Linked DNA regions of Mus musculus: regions 1 and 3 are each linked to region 2. A link is a contact called in public promoter capture Hi-C data. All regions are on one chromosome and are shown on one strand. The core of a region is the stretch at or near the end of the contact, and the rest is flanking DNA. Distances in the headings are between cores, read along the strand shown.

Region 1 (4,247 bases), core at 674-3,173, 470 kb after region 2:
AATCCATTCGCTAAGCAGATCCTTCCATTTCTGTACTATTTCTTCTCTCAGTCCTAAGGCACATGGCTGAATCCTCCGTTCCATTTGCTCTAGTGTCCTCTACAAAAAAAAAAAAAAGATATTTTGGCCGGGCACTCCAGTATCAGAAGGCGAATCTCTGAAAATTTGGAGGCCAGGCTGGTCTACACATGAGATTCCAGGATAATTGGGGCTACATAATGGAGAGACCTTATCTTAAAACAAAGAACAAACTAAACCAAACTACTTTCTGCTTGTGTGATAGTGTGAAAAATGATGACATAATCATACTCTTGACTTAGATGTCCTCACGTGCATGCAAGACCTGCCAATTTCCCGGTGTGACAGGGAATCTGCTTGAGATGCAATATTTTTCACGTAAGTAATAAAAGTGTTTCAGGAATGTCCGGGATGGGGGTTAATTCCTTTCACTTGAGAAAAGGACCAGCACTGGCTGGACCCTGCTGGACCAATAGAGAGAGGAGAGACATCTGTCTCTCTAAAAGGGTTGGTCTTTACTTTCAATCCAAGAAGATTTTAGAGGGCATGTACAGAGAACAGAGGGAGTGTCACATGATCGGGGGGGGGTTCAAGTGAGGTGTCATGGACCTTTTAGCCCCTCAAAAACAGGAGAAGCAGCCATCAGTATACAGCAAGAAGGAAAGTACCCTCTCTCTCCTTGACCTCCCAGTTGGAATTCCTCTTCCTCTTCTCCCTCCATCAGTGATTTGAACACCTTGCTCATTTATGTGTGAACCGGCCGCCTGAATCTCTGTCCCTTCCTCCAGTCATCTGGCACAGCAAGGATATCTATTCCCTCAACATCACCCATAGCACATAGTAGACTCATAACCGTGGCATGATATATTGACCTGACTGTGCTGAAATGGAGCAACATTTTAGGTAGCAGCAGAGGGATGATATGAGCATCTATCGGAGACGGGAGTCTGACAGGTCATGGGGCTTGGTGTCTACAGTCAGTGCTAGTCACATCCTTTGGAGAGAGGCTTGACTGAGGAGGGAAGGATGGTTCCCTGGACATCGGAATCAGTCACATGTTTATCCTCTGCAGACCATCATCTCCCTCCCAAGAAGGCCGTTGTTTGGGGTCTCTCTATCCTTCATTAGCTGTGCTTGATGGTGCGTACCCCAGTCACAGCTTCCTTTGGTCTCTTCTCTCTTCCACTGTTTGTGTGCTCCTGGTCACCTTCTCTGTCTGGCCATGGTTGTAAACAGAACCAGTGACTGTCAGCCCGTGGCTGGTGCCATGAACCCATCGAATGAATGGACACACTCTAGAATCCTGCGAAGGGCCCCCATGTCTGATGCTTAGCTAGCCAGAAGGCTGTGTTCCTACCTCAGTGGAACTGTACAGACAGAAGCATCAAATGGCATGTTCGCTCTACTCTTCTGAACATCTTTTTTTGATCCTGTTCTTGACAACACAGACCCCTGGTAACCCATTGTGCATGTGGCCGAGGGAGCAGTCTGGCTTGCCTCTGCACAGGGTGACAAAGGACACTGACCATTTGCTGTCTAGTTCCCATCCATGTCTATTATTTTCCTCATCTTTGAGAAAGTTGGAGCTGTGCTTGACACAAATTGCCTGGCCATTCTCAATCCTAAATCTAAATGGCTTTTTACTGAATGGGGAGGGACAACCTTGAAGCTGGACCAGGAATGTGGGACCGTGTTTCTCCCTTCCCTATGTCACCAAGCCAACGCTCCTGCCTTGGTGTGGTCAGTGGAAAGCAGATCTCACCCAGGTTGATGACCGCAGTCACACCCTTATGCTCTCTGTTCTTGGCTGAACTTCGCAGAGCCACCAGCCGCTCCGGAGGTAGCGCTTGGATTCAAGCCGTCAGCAGAGAGCCACACAGACATTGCCATCCCGTTGGAGCCTGCGGTCCTCCCCCAACTGCGTGGCTGCGCATCATCTGTCAGAGTGCCCCTCTCCCCTCCCTCTGCCTCCCCGCTCCCTCCCCTGCGCTCGCTAGCTCTTTCCCTTTTCATGAGATGCAAAGTCCGGCGCAGAGCAGAGCCCTCCAGAGCAGCATGGTGCAGGAGCTCTTCTAGGGGCCCGAGGTGAGGCGGCCACGCTCCACTACCCTCACCCATGTACCAGGAGAGGGCCGACTCTGTCACTCAGGGTTTCACCGAGCCATGCACTGCTGTTGCCGGCACCAGCCACATCTTTCCAGCTGCGCTGCCCACCGCCAGGCAGGTAAGATGAGAATGCCTGTTTCTTGCAGGGTCTGGATGGATCCCTGGGCCGGCCCGCTGAGGCTTACTGGGAGAAGCAGGACAGACAACAGAGAGCAGAAAGGCACGTCCTCCTCTCATAATCTCCACTTATTTTCTCTCAGAGCTGCTCGGAGCAGGGAGGGCAAGCCCTGTTACCCTGATCCTAGTAAGGATGCAGGAATAGCATTTCTTTCTAGTTAGTGGAGGGTTCTTTCTTTCCTTTCCTTTTTTTTTTCCTATCTGCCTCAGCCTCAACTCCTCAGGACCCCCAAAGTCTGCTTTCTGTCAAACAAGGATCCTGTTTCTGGCCTCAGATTTCTTGGCGGGGAGGGGGTGTCCCTGAAAATATTGTCAGTTGATGTCTGCACGGTGCCACGGGTTTCTTATATTTATTTCCATTCAGCTCAGCTGTTGTTTGGAACAGGGGTCGCTTGCACAGCAGCCTGGCTGCACATAGCATCTGTCTTGTTTCTAGTCAGCCAAGCAGGTCAGCTCTGCTGGTGACTAACACTTAGTGACACATTCCGATGCAAAAGGACTCACAATGACAGTGAACTGGAGGGAGATTAAAATGAATCCAGGGGTGGGGGTGCCAGTTCCTAAGTGGCAAGTTAGGGGCACACATACCAGCAACAGGAGGTGATGGCTCCCTGGCATGGTAGCTGCTGATTTTTTTTTGCTGGGGGGGGGGGAGACAGAAATGGGGGGTGTCATGTTGGGGGAAGGAGGTTGTTGGTTTTTCTTGCTGTGTTAGAACGACTTAACATCCACCTATTGTCTGGCCATATACTGAAGAGTGGGCTTTCAGGTTCTGGTGTGTTCTGTCTGACTTTGTGAGGGAGGCTTCCAGCTGCAGAAATGCCATGAAGCTTAACCTAGCCTGCAACTTGACTTAAGTTGGGGGCCACTTGTTCTTACAGATTTGGAAACCTTTAGGGTTTTCTCAGAGGATACAGGGGCGGGGGAGCATAACCTCTATTTCCAAAGTTGGATCAGCGATTCGGAAAAGCTAAACCTCTGAAAACAGGCGACGTGGGATTGTGCCCAAGGCAGCTATTATTATCCTTTTGGAAATCACCACAGCCCATGCCCATCCATGTAGTCTAGTCTTCGCTAGCTGTGTCTCTCCGCTTACTCTCGGAGTAGGCTACCTTGTGTCAGGGTTGGGGCTAGGTGGGAGTCAGGTGACTGGGGAATATGCTTTCAATGGCCTATATCTCAGTACTGCCAGGCCAACGCCAGTGCTCCTGGCTATCAGACCCTTTCAGCTTTATCTTATTCCTATTATTATTATTATTTAATGAAGTGCCCGCATTAACTACTTTCCTGTTGCTGTGATAAAATACCTGACAAAGGCAACTTGAAGGAGGGCGTATACTGGCTCACAGTATGAGGGTGCAGCCCATCATGGTGAGGAAGCCATGACTGCAGGAATATGAAGCCTCTGGTCACATTGTTTCTGCAGTAGACAGCAGAGAGAGATGGATGTGGGTGGTCAACTCCATAGCTCCTTTTTATTCTGTCTGGGATACCAGCCCATACAATGTTGCCACCCACAGAGTGTGGTTTTCTGCCTCAATTAACAGGATGCAGACATGCCCAGAGGTTTATCTCTTAGGTGATTTTAGATCTTGTCAAGTTGACGATATTATCCATCGCCATGACCAGCAACACAAAAGGAGTTTGAAAATATACGCAGATTCGGTTCAGTAAACCACCTGCTAATGGTGGCAGAGTCTTTCTCTCACGGCTCAGTGACCCCTGGGATGGGTCCTTAGCCACAATAGCTGTGTTATGAATGCCAGGCACTCGTCACAGACCCCCGAGAGTGTGGCTGGCTGGCTAAGCAGAACATGTTTTATGAAATCCCTTCTTCCTAAAACCGTGATCTCAATGAGGACGCAACAGGTAGAGGTGCAAAGAATGTGCTGGCAGGGTAGAAAAGGTTCTGGTGACGCTGGATTGCTGGCTTCCTAGTGTCATTA
Region 2 (4,578 bases), core at 1,417-3,916:
CTACAGATCAGGATGTCAGCTCTCAGCTACTGTGCCCCGCCATGATGAGAATGGACTCGCCCTCTGAAACTGTAAGCAAGCCCCAATTAAATGTTTTCTTTTATAAGCAGCCTTGGTCATGGGGTCTCATTACAGCAATAGAACAGTGACTAAGACAGGCATTAACAAGTGAATAAACCAAAAAATTTTGCCAGGTCAGGCTGACTCTAAAGCCAGTGTTTTAGGTGAGACCAACCCTGTAAGTCTCGGTAATTATATCTTAACCATAATTTCACCTGCAAGAAATAACCAGGAAGCAACATCACGACTTCAGACCTTCGCAGCCCACAGGTGCAGCCCACAGGTGCAGCCCACAGGTGCAGCCCACAGGTGCAGCCCACAGGTGCAGCCCACAGGTGCAGCCCACAGGTGCAGCCCACAGGATGCCTGGATACAGGTCACTTTGGATTAGGACAGGTATCATACCTTTTGCCCAGCTCCTTGTATATCCCAGTGTGACAAAAATGGAAAAATATAAATGATCTACCATAATGACATAGTCTCACTTGGCTCCCAAATAAAGCTGTTTGAGGAGAGAACCTGGTATCTCAAGCAATCTGTCCCTAAGGAAGGGGAAAGTGCGAAAATGAGCCAACACAGAACTTCTGACTTTGTGTTTGGATGGACTGCTTGGGTACAAAGTCTGCTGTTGAACCTGACTTTATGAAACAATTGATGGCATCCTATAGATTTGGTTTTGTTATGTAATACCAACACACATGTATGTATTTAATTATAGCCAAGAGGAAAATTGCTGTACTGAAAAAAAATATACATATACATACACACACACACACACACACACACACACACACACACACACACACATATATATATATATATATATATATATATATATATACATATTACTTTTATAATGAGGTCAAAAAAGCTAAGAACACCTGGATCAAAGGTTCTGCCACTGCCAATAGCTGCCTGGGTGGCCTTGTGCAAAAACACTGCCAACTGCTCATCTTTTCAATCAAAGGATTCTTAATTGCTGATCCACTGGAAGTTACTTTTAATTCTAATATTCAGAGACTGTTTTCACTCTCAGAATGTTTTCTACTAGGTTTCAACCAGTTTATCCTGACTCAGGGGGAGCCCTCTCGACATGACCACTTTCATACATTTTTTTGTTTTAAAGTTCATCTTACATATCTGAGCTACACAACAGGTTTTGACAGGACTAGTGAAATGGTTACTATTGTCAAGAAAATGAACATGGCTATCATGCCAGTTACTCCTTTTTGGTGACAATTATACATGATCGAGCATCATGGCTTCCGATCCCTGGCAGTGGTGACTGGAACACCATGGAGAGCAGGAAGCAACAGTAACTATGAATGTGAAAAGTTGGGTGATCAGAGGAAAGCGCTTCAGCTAAGAGACAGAGAAACCCCCGCACTAGGTGTCATCATAGTTGACAGGACACATACACACGAAAAACAGTCGCTAAGTTCTCGCAGATTTTGTTTATATGACCTTAACTCCTCAGGACATGACAGCCACCGGGTGCTCTCGGTAGGAGTAAATGTTACTTGAAGTTTGAGTCCAATAAATACCTGGGAGGCGAAACTGTTCTTAGAAGTAACACTTGCAGTTTCGGGTATTACTAAAACGCTTAAAGTTCACGCTCTATCTCAAAAATACAACATGGATAACAAGGGGATTATGGAAGTTCTGTTTTTAGTCTGTGTGGTGCTGCCGGGCATGGAAAAAGTCCCACCTAACTCCCACTGGTAAATTACAGGGACCGGACAGTTTAAAGACTAGCATGTTACTGATTGAACGGGTGTGGAGGGGTCCCCTGTTGCCAAAGAAAAGAAAGGGAGGGAATTGAAAGAGGAATGGCTTTAGGGCAAGGAAACCTTCAGCTGGCACAACCCATTAGCTTCGTGTTTTTAACTCCCTTGGCTTTATGGGAAAACTGTCACTTTAGAGCGCGACTGTACAGGAGCCCCAGGTAGGGAGGAGATAGGCTCTTTGCAGATCCTTGACCTGACCGAGTGTGGATCCTCGAGGTGAATTCAGCCACCAACACCGTGTGCAGGGAAGGGCAAGTTGGAGGCGCGGTGGGAGCACTCACCTTCCCTCCTGGAGGTGGCCTGGGCTGCGGGCAGCAGGAGCGCGACACCAAGGCAGCAGCTGAGCCAGAGCGCAGGCATGGCCGGGCCGCGCTCCGCCGCTGCGGGTGCCTGCCGGGCGCCGAGTCTTCGCTCTGCTGTGCCTTCCTTTTCCCTCGATCAGGTGTTTTATCGACTCTTCTCCCTGACTCAGTCCTGACAGGAAGAGAGCCGGTGTTTCGGGGCGTGACTCACCTGTGAACAAGGAGGACCCAACCCTCCGAGGCAGACAAACACTCAGCGCATGCCGAGCAGTAAACCCGCTCGCTGCGGCCCCGGGCTCCCCCCTCCGCAACCGGGGAGCACACCTGGCCCCGCCGAGGGCGTGGTACTGAGGCTGCGGTCCAGAGATCCTTCTGGAATGTGCCATATCCCCTCCCTCCACCCGCACCCCGCTACACACAGCCGTTCTCTCCCGGGGTGGTCCTGGGCAGAACTCAGGTTGTAGATATCAGCCACCCCTTCCTCAAAACCGGAGGGGGCGAGGGAGTCTCAAGGGCACAGACATCCATTCCAGTCACAGTTGGACGCCCCTTCCACTCTAGTCTAAAACACAGGCAAATTAACCAGGCTGAGGGGCCCAACAGGATCGATCCTCTTCACTCTCAGGGTAACTTTTATTCTGAGATACAGCACGTATACATACCTCTGATTTTACTCACTTCTAAGCACACACACACACACACACACACACACACACACACACACACACACCAGGGTGACCCAAAGGTTGCTCTCCTGGGTCTATCTACCCCCTTAACCTTGAACTAGCAAACTCATTAAGCAAACTCATTAAACTGTTACGAACTAGTTCACAGTTGATATTCAACAAGCCTTCTGCTCATAAGAGAAAAGGTTTCTTAGTCTTTTAACATCTCAGAGCATATTTTTCACGACATTCTCTCTGGCCCCGCTAGAAAATAACGTTAAGAGGGATAGTGCCAGCCAAGCCCGGTGTTAGCTGAAGTGAGTAACACCAAGTGGGGGAGGGGATGCAAATCTTGGCTTATCCCACACTGTCCTGGGAACTTCTCCTACAGTGAATAATGCAGAAGTGACTGTCAGAGAAGGCTCTTAAATCCTGCTATAGACTTAGGATTTACTAGTATTTATGTAGACACAACGTATCCATTACAACCAATAACCACTTCTTTTCCTCATGGTAAGGACAGCAGAGGCCCTAAATAAATACCTAGTCACTGACTAAATGAATGACTGTACCATAGATAGTTCCGTAGCTTAACACTCTAAGATAACTAACAACGTAATCCATACATATTGTCAAAGGGTGTGAGAACTCCCATTTCTAAGTGTGATAGTGACCAGTGTAGGCTGACCAGGAGAGATGTGGCTGGCTTTGTACAGAACATGGAGTCTGAACTAGATACCTAGTTCTAACCAGGAAGTAGACAAAGCATTGAAGAGCAACAGAGGCAAGATAGGGTACTGCAGACAAGCCGACATCTCTAAAATCTAGCGCAAAATGAGCAACAGAATGGATATTCTAATTTTCTTAACCTAGACTCAACTCTCTTCTGCTCTGTCCAAATAATGTGGAGATTCTTCTCACTCAGAATCAGTGCCCAGCTACTGCTAACACTTCAGTTCCTTGAGAGCAGGCATCTATAATTTTTTTCTTCCAGTAGCAGCTATGCGGTGGACAGAGAGAGAGGGGGAGAGGGAGAGGGAGAGGGAGAGGGAGAGGGAGAGGGAGAGGGAGAGGGAGAGGGAGAGGGAGAGGGAGAGGGAGAGGGAGAGGGAGAGGGAGAGGGAGAGAGAGAGAGAGAGGGAGCACACTTGTTTCTGAGTGCTATGATCCTTGCATATCTACCATCCACTAACTGAAAATATTGATACTTCTTGTTTTAGAAAAGTCCAGGTACACAGTGTTGGAGGAGCAGGGCATAGGGCCCTGCAAAATCAAACCTTAAAGGCAAAATTTGTTTTTTAGCACAGATTTTCATTGTCTATCATATCTCAAATGCTTTCATTTTCATCTGCTACCCTCTTTAGTGATAATAATAGTAACAAAGAGACCTATCTGTCATTTATTGCTGGCATAAATAAGTCTGGCATACATAGTAGTCCTTTTAACATTCAATAGAACCCTGTAAATGAGGTATAGTACCAATGTCCCTATGCCACAGGCCAGGAAAGGTTAGGCAGCATGCTAAGAATGGCAAAGCCAAGATGCAAAGCCAGGCAATCTGGCTTCGCACTTCATAGCACTTTGATAGTCAGATTAAAAAGTGCCGTAGAGAAAGATAAGCTCACAATACTGAACGAGCTGAGTGCAATCTAAGGTTAGTCATCAACAGCCATCAAGGTATGGCCAACATCCATCACAGCAGGGCAAGACTGTGGACTCTTGGCATTCATCCAGGAAACCAAGTCACATAGGACTCTGCACAAA
Region 3 (4,335 bases), core at 1,254-3,753, 400 kb before region 2:
GACCTCTGTGGAGCTTTGTTTGCAGATTCCAGGATAATCAGGGGAGGGAGGAGGAACCTAACCCTAATCCCAGCAGCAAGGATAAACTGTCCCACTACCTCTGTGTCTGCCACAGTGCCCCAGCCCAAACCAAGGAAGAGTTCTGAAACCTTTCAAGTGGCCCTGTGGGCCTGGAGAAGGTACCTGGGCTCAGCGACGGGCCTAACCAGAGAGCTGGAGTTACAATCCCTGTTTTCTTCGATTAAAACTGTGTAAGGCAGGGACTGGAGAGATGGCTTAATGTTTAAGAGCACTGGCTGCTCTTCCAGAGGATCCTGGTTCAATTCCTAGTGTCTGCACGGCAACTCACAACTGTCTGCAACTTCAGTTCCAGGGCTTCTGGCACCCTCACACAGAAATACATGCGGGCAAAACACCAATGCACATTAAAATAAATAAACAAAACAAAAACAAGAAACAGTGTAAGACCAAGGGAGCCAGATCCTGTGGAGGCTGAACTACCACAGCTTAATCAGGAAACAAAGAATCCAAATGATTCCAGGCATTTTTTTTTTACCCAATCTGGCTACTTTTGCTTATTTTTCCATTAATTTACATTTGTAGAACCCTGCTTGAGATGATGGGCTTAAGAAACATTTCTTTTTTTTTCTTTTTTTTTTTTTAAAGATTTATTTATTATTTTATGTAAGTACACTGCAGCTGTCTTCAGACACACCAGAAGAGGGCATCAGATCTCATTACAGATGGTTGTAAGCCACCATGTGGTTGCTTGGATTTGAACTCAGGACCTCTGGAAGAGCAGTCAGTGCTCTTACCCTCTGAGCCATCTCTCCAGCCCCTTAAGAAACATTTCTAGTTTATCTAAACTAAACTGTCAGAAGGCTGTGAATCAAGCAGGAGGTATCTTGGGGATCAGGTATGTGTTATCACCCCCCATATCCTACTCTCCCCCTCATACCCACCCCATACCCACCCCATACCCATCTGGCACCCACCCCAGTCGAGTTCCTGACCTCAGGAGCTCCCAACCTTCTCTACTCCAGCTGCAGAGGTCATGCTGACTCCCAGATGTACAGAGGAAACAGCAGCTCTTATACAGCATCAGTGGAAGAACTTCAGTCATTTAGGGCAGGGTCAGAGTTTACTGACATCTCTATAAGCCACATCATCCCCTTCCCTAGCTACAGTATCATCATTCATGAGAGAGCTTCATGTTGGTGTGTTGTTGTTGTGTGTTGGTTGGTAGCTTGGATGTTGGTTGCTTTGTGGTGTTGTTTTAATGGGGGGGAGGGCAGGGAGAGACAGAGACACAGAGACAGAGAGAGAAGGGGTCTGGAAATCAGAGGATAACCTAGAATGTCGATCCTAACTTTCCACCTTGTTTGAGGCAGAGTCTCTTGCTTGTGGCTTTGCCTGCCAGGCTAGCTGGCCTGCAAACTTCCAGGGATTCTCCTGGGATTACAGACAAGTCCTGCCACCACATCCAGCTGTTTACATGGCTTCTTTCTTTCTTTTTTCTTTTTCTTTTTTGTTTTTTTGTTTTGTTTTGTTTTTCGAGACAGGGTTTCTCTGTGTATCCCTGGATGTCCTGGAACTCACTTTGTAGACCAGGCTGGCCTCGAACTCAGAAATCCACCTGCCTCTGCCTCCGGAGTGCTGGGATTAAAGGCGTGCGCCATCACTCCCGGCTTTACATGGCTTCTGAGGACTTGAACTCATGTCCTCTTCCTTGTGTGGAAAACACTTTAAACACTAAGTGATCTTGCTAGCTCAGTGCTTATTGTTTTGTTCTGTTTTTTTTTTCCTCCAATTGTATGTGCATGAACGTTTCGTTTTGCCCGTCATTGTGTAGCTATACATATTCCGTACATGCAGTGTCCAAGGAAACCAGAAGAGGGCATTAGATCCCCTGGAACTGGAGCTACAGACATAGTCTGCGCTACTATAATGGTGCTGGAAACCAGGCAGGTCCTCTGCAAGACCATCAAGTGGTGTTAATCGCTAAGCCATCCCTCCAGGTGGCAGTGTTTGTTTTTTATTAGGGGAAATAAAACGGGTTTACAGCTGAATTGCCTTTGACAAACTGACCTATTAAGGAAAACAGCATAGCGTGACTGGGTGCAGTGCTTTGGGAGTGGTCTTCTCCGTCTCGCTCGCTTTCACAGAGCGCCAGCTTTGCAAGCTGACAGGTCCCAGCCATATTTAAGGTCACAAACCTTGAACAAGTTACAGACTCCAAGGCTCGTTGGGGAAAGCTCTTTGGTTATCAGCGTTGTTGTTGTTGTTGTTGTTGTTGTTGTTGTTGTTGTTGTTGTTAGAAACAATGAACTGATGCCCACAAAGTACATTAAGCCTTCGGAGAGGAACTGGTATTGGGAGAGTTCGCACCAGCTTCCTGCTGCCCCGAAGGAATTCTAAACCTCTGCCCTATTACATCCCTAGCTGGCCCCTCCCTCATCTGCACACCTACTGGGGAGCCCTTAGACGGCTAAATTGGTCACTGCTCTCTTCACATCTGTCTTCACTGCCTCTGAGGCATGTTCCACATCTAAACATTGGACCCTGGGTCTGAAGTGCATACCACACCACCCCTGGAAAGAATTCCCGGGAGTCTCTTATCATGACACTCACCCTGCAGTTCTCCTGGGCTTGCATACTGATTTCCATGATCTGAGCTGTGGCTCGCCTCAAGTAGCTGCTTCCGTTCTCTGTAGGAGGAAGGAGCAGATAACATGGAGAGGAACATTTCAGACTCTTGAACCTGCCTGAGGCCCACAGTAAGGGAGAAACGGGATCAGGGGTGATGTGCCAGCCCCACCTGTTGGAGCGTCAAACTCTCCAAAATGTGGGGAACACTCCCTTGCATCTCAAAGATTACTGGGGAAAGCAGTCCCTCTTTTGTCTCCTTAGCTCCCACTACCACCTCAGCACATTCCAACCTCTCACTGCCTCCCTCTCATCCCCCATTCACTGCCCAGCTCCGCCAGTGACCTCACCCAAGCCTTTGATCTCCTCTCCTCCCTCTCTGAAGAGTTATGGTCCTGTGTTGCCCTCATTCTTCTCAGGCCCCAGGGACATTTTCTCAGAGACGAAATACCAACAGCAACAACCACAACAATGGCCATGGCAGCTAGCCTCAGCTCTGTGCTCTGGGAGAGCCAGAAGCATGACTTTAGTAGCAATGTAAAAGTGCAAGTTTACATGGACTAGCGCTGCACTTGCTAGGGCAGTTGGGGGTCCACATCCTCCTCCCCCTGTTGCCGGGTAGCCACACTCAGCTTCTCTTCTCGCACTATTCCAGCATCGTTATCCCTACCCGAGACACTACAACAGCTTCCTTTTCAAGAAGCTGTTGATGTGTATTTACAACATTTTATGTGTTTGAGTAATTTAGCTGCATGTGTATATGTGCACCACGTGTATAGCCTGATGAGGTCAGAGAGTGTTGGATCTCCGGGACCTGAAGATATGGATGTTTGTGAATCACTGTGTGGGCGCTGGGAACTGAACCCAGGTCCTCTGCAAATGCAAATGTTCTTAATAGCTGAGCTAATTCTCCATCTTCCTACAGTGGCTTTTTAATATGAATCCTTGCCCTGCTAGTGACAAGACTTGAAACACTTCATTCCAGGCTGGTAGGATAGCTCAGCAGATAGAGGAGCTACCAAATCTGATGACCTGAGTTTAATTCCCAGAACCCCCTTGCTCCCATAAACCATCCCCTGACTTCTCCGTGTGCCTCCTTTGCCTCCACGCCAAATAAATATTAAAAACTTAAATATGTATTTCAGGCTGGCGAGATGGCTCAGCGGTTAAGAACACTGACTGCTCAAATCCCAGCAACCACATGGTGGCTCGCAACCATCTGTAATGGGATCTGACGCCCTCTTCTGGTGTGTCTGAAGACAGCTACAGTGTACCTATTTATAATAATAAATAAATCTTTGGCTGGAGCAGACAGGGTCTGAGCGAGCGGAATTGATCGGAGCGAGCAGAGGTCCTAAAATTCAATTCCCAACAGCCAAATGAAGGGTCACAACCATCTGTACAGCTACAGTGTACTCACATACATAAAATAAATAGATAAATCTTTAAAAAATATATGTATTTCATTCCCTTCATCTTCCTCCCAGGATTTTATGTCCCAGTGAGTGTGTATGGGGTGTAAATGGAGATCAAGACAGCCATGCTGGAAGAAGGAGACGCTTTCCCTCCAAGCATACAATCCAAAGCAAGGGGGGATGCAGGAAAAATTGATCCCAAAGTACCAACTCCAGAGATTTGTGTTTTTAAAAAGGGCATCGTGTAAGGATCCTAAACAGAGTATCGCCATCC

What was found. Promoter capture Hi-C pulls out the DNA fragments that hold promoters and counts their contacts.
Region 1: a promoter capture Hi-C map of hippocampal neurons shows a contact between it and region 2, with 4 times the contacts expected there. The contact joins the promoter of Rgs8 here to the promoter of Lamc2 in region 2.
Region 3: a contact with region 2 is called in a promoter capture Hi-C map of embryonic stem cells, with 3 times the contacts expected there. The contact joins the enhancer-like site here to the promoter of Lamc2 in region 2. A contact is called at or near these places in 2 of 39 promoter capture datasets (cranial neural crest and embryonic stem cells), 2 of 484 Hi-C or Micro-C datasets (embryonic stem cells and nephron progenitors), 10 of 115 datasets of contacts at active chromatin or transcription factors (embryonic stem cells, extraembryonic endoderm stem cells, pancreatic cancer cells and 1 more) and 1 of 9 other capture datasets (embryonic stem cells).

Annotation. Positions count from the first base shown.
Region 1 is chr1:153,651,114-153,655,360 of GRCm38.p6, forward strand. Rgs8 (regulator of G-protein signaling 8) reads left to right here and starts at 1,924. Exons shown (of 7, transcript NM_026380.3): 1 at 1,924-2,242.
Region 2 is chr1:153,183,781-153,188,358 of GRCm38.p6, forward strand. It overlaps Lamc2 (laminin, gamma 2), which reads right to left and starts at 2,667. Exons shown (of 24, transcript NM_008485.3): 1 at 2,474-2,667; 2 at 2,129-2,321. The coding sequence starts at 2,207.
Region 3 is chr1:152,788,453-152,792,787 of GRCm38.p6, forward strand. No RefSeq gene overlaps it. Among named protein-coding and RNA genes, the nearest start is that of Ncf2, 9.5 kb to the right of the region's middle. Within about 2 kb of position 2,504, at least 54 of the 459 cell types and tissues checked have an H3K27ac peak or open chromatin away from gene starts, as enhancers often do. A contact at or near this core is called in embryonic stem cells, extraembryonic endoderm stem cells, nephron progenitors and 1 more, where this site is marked.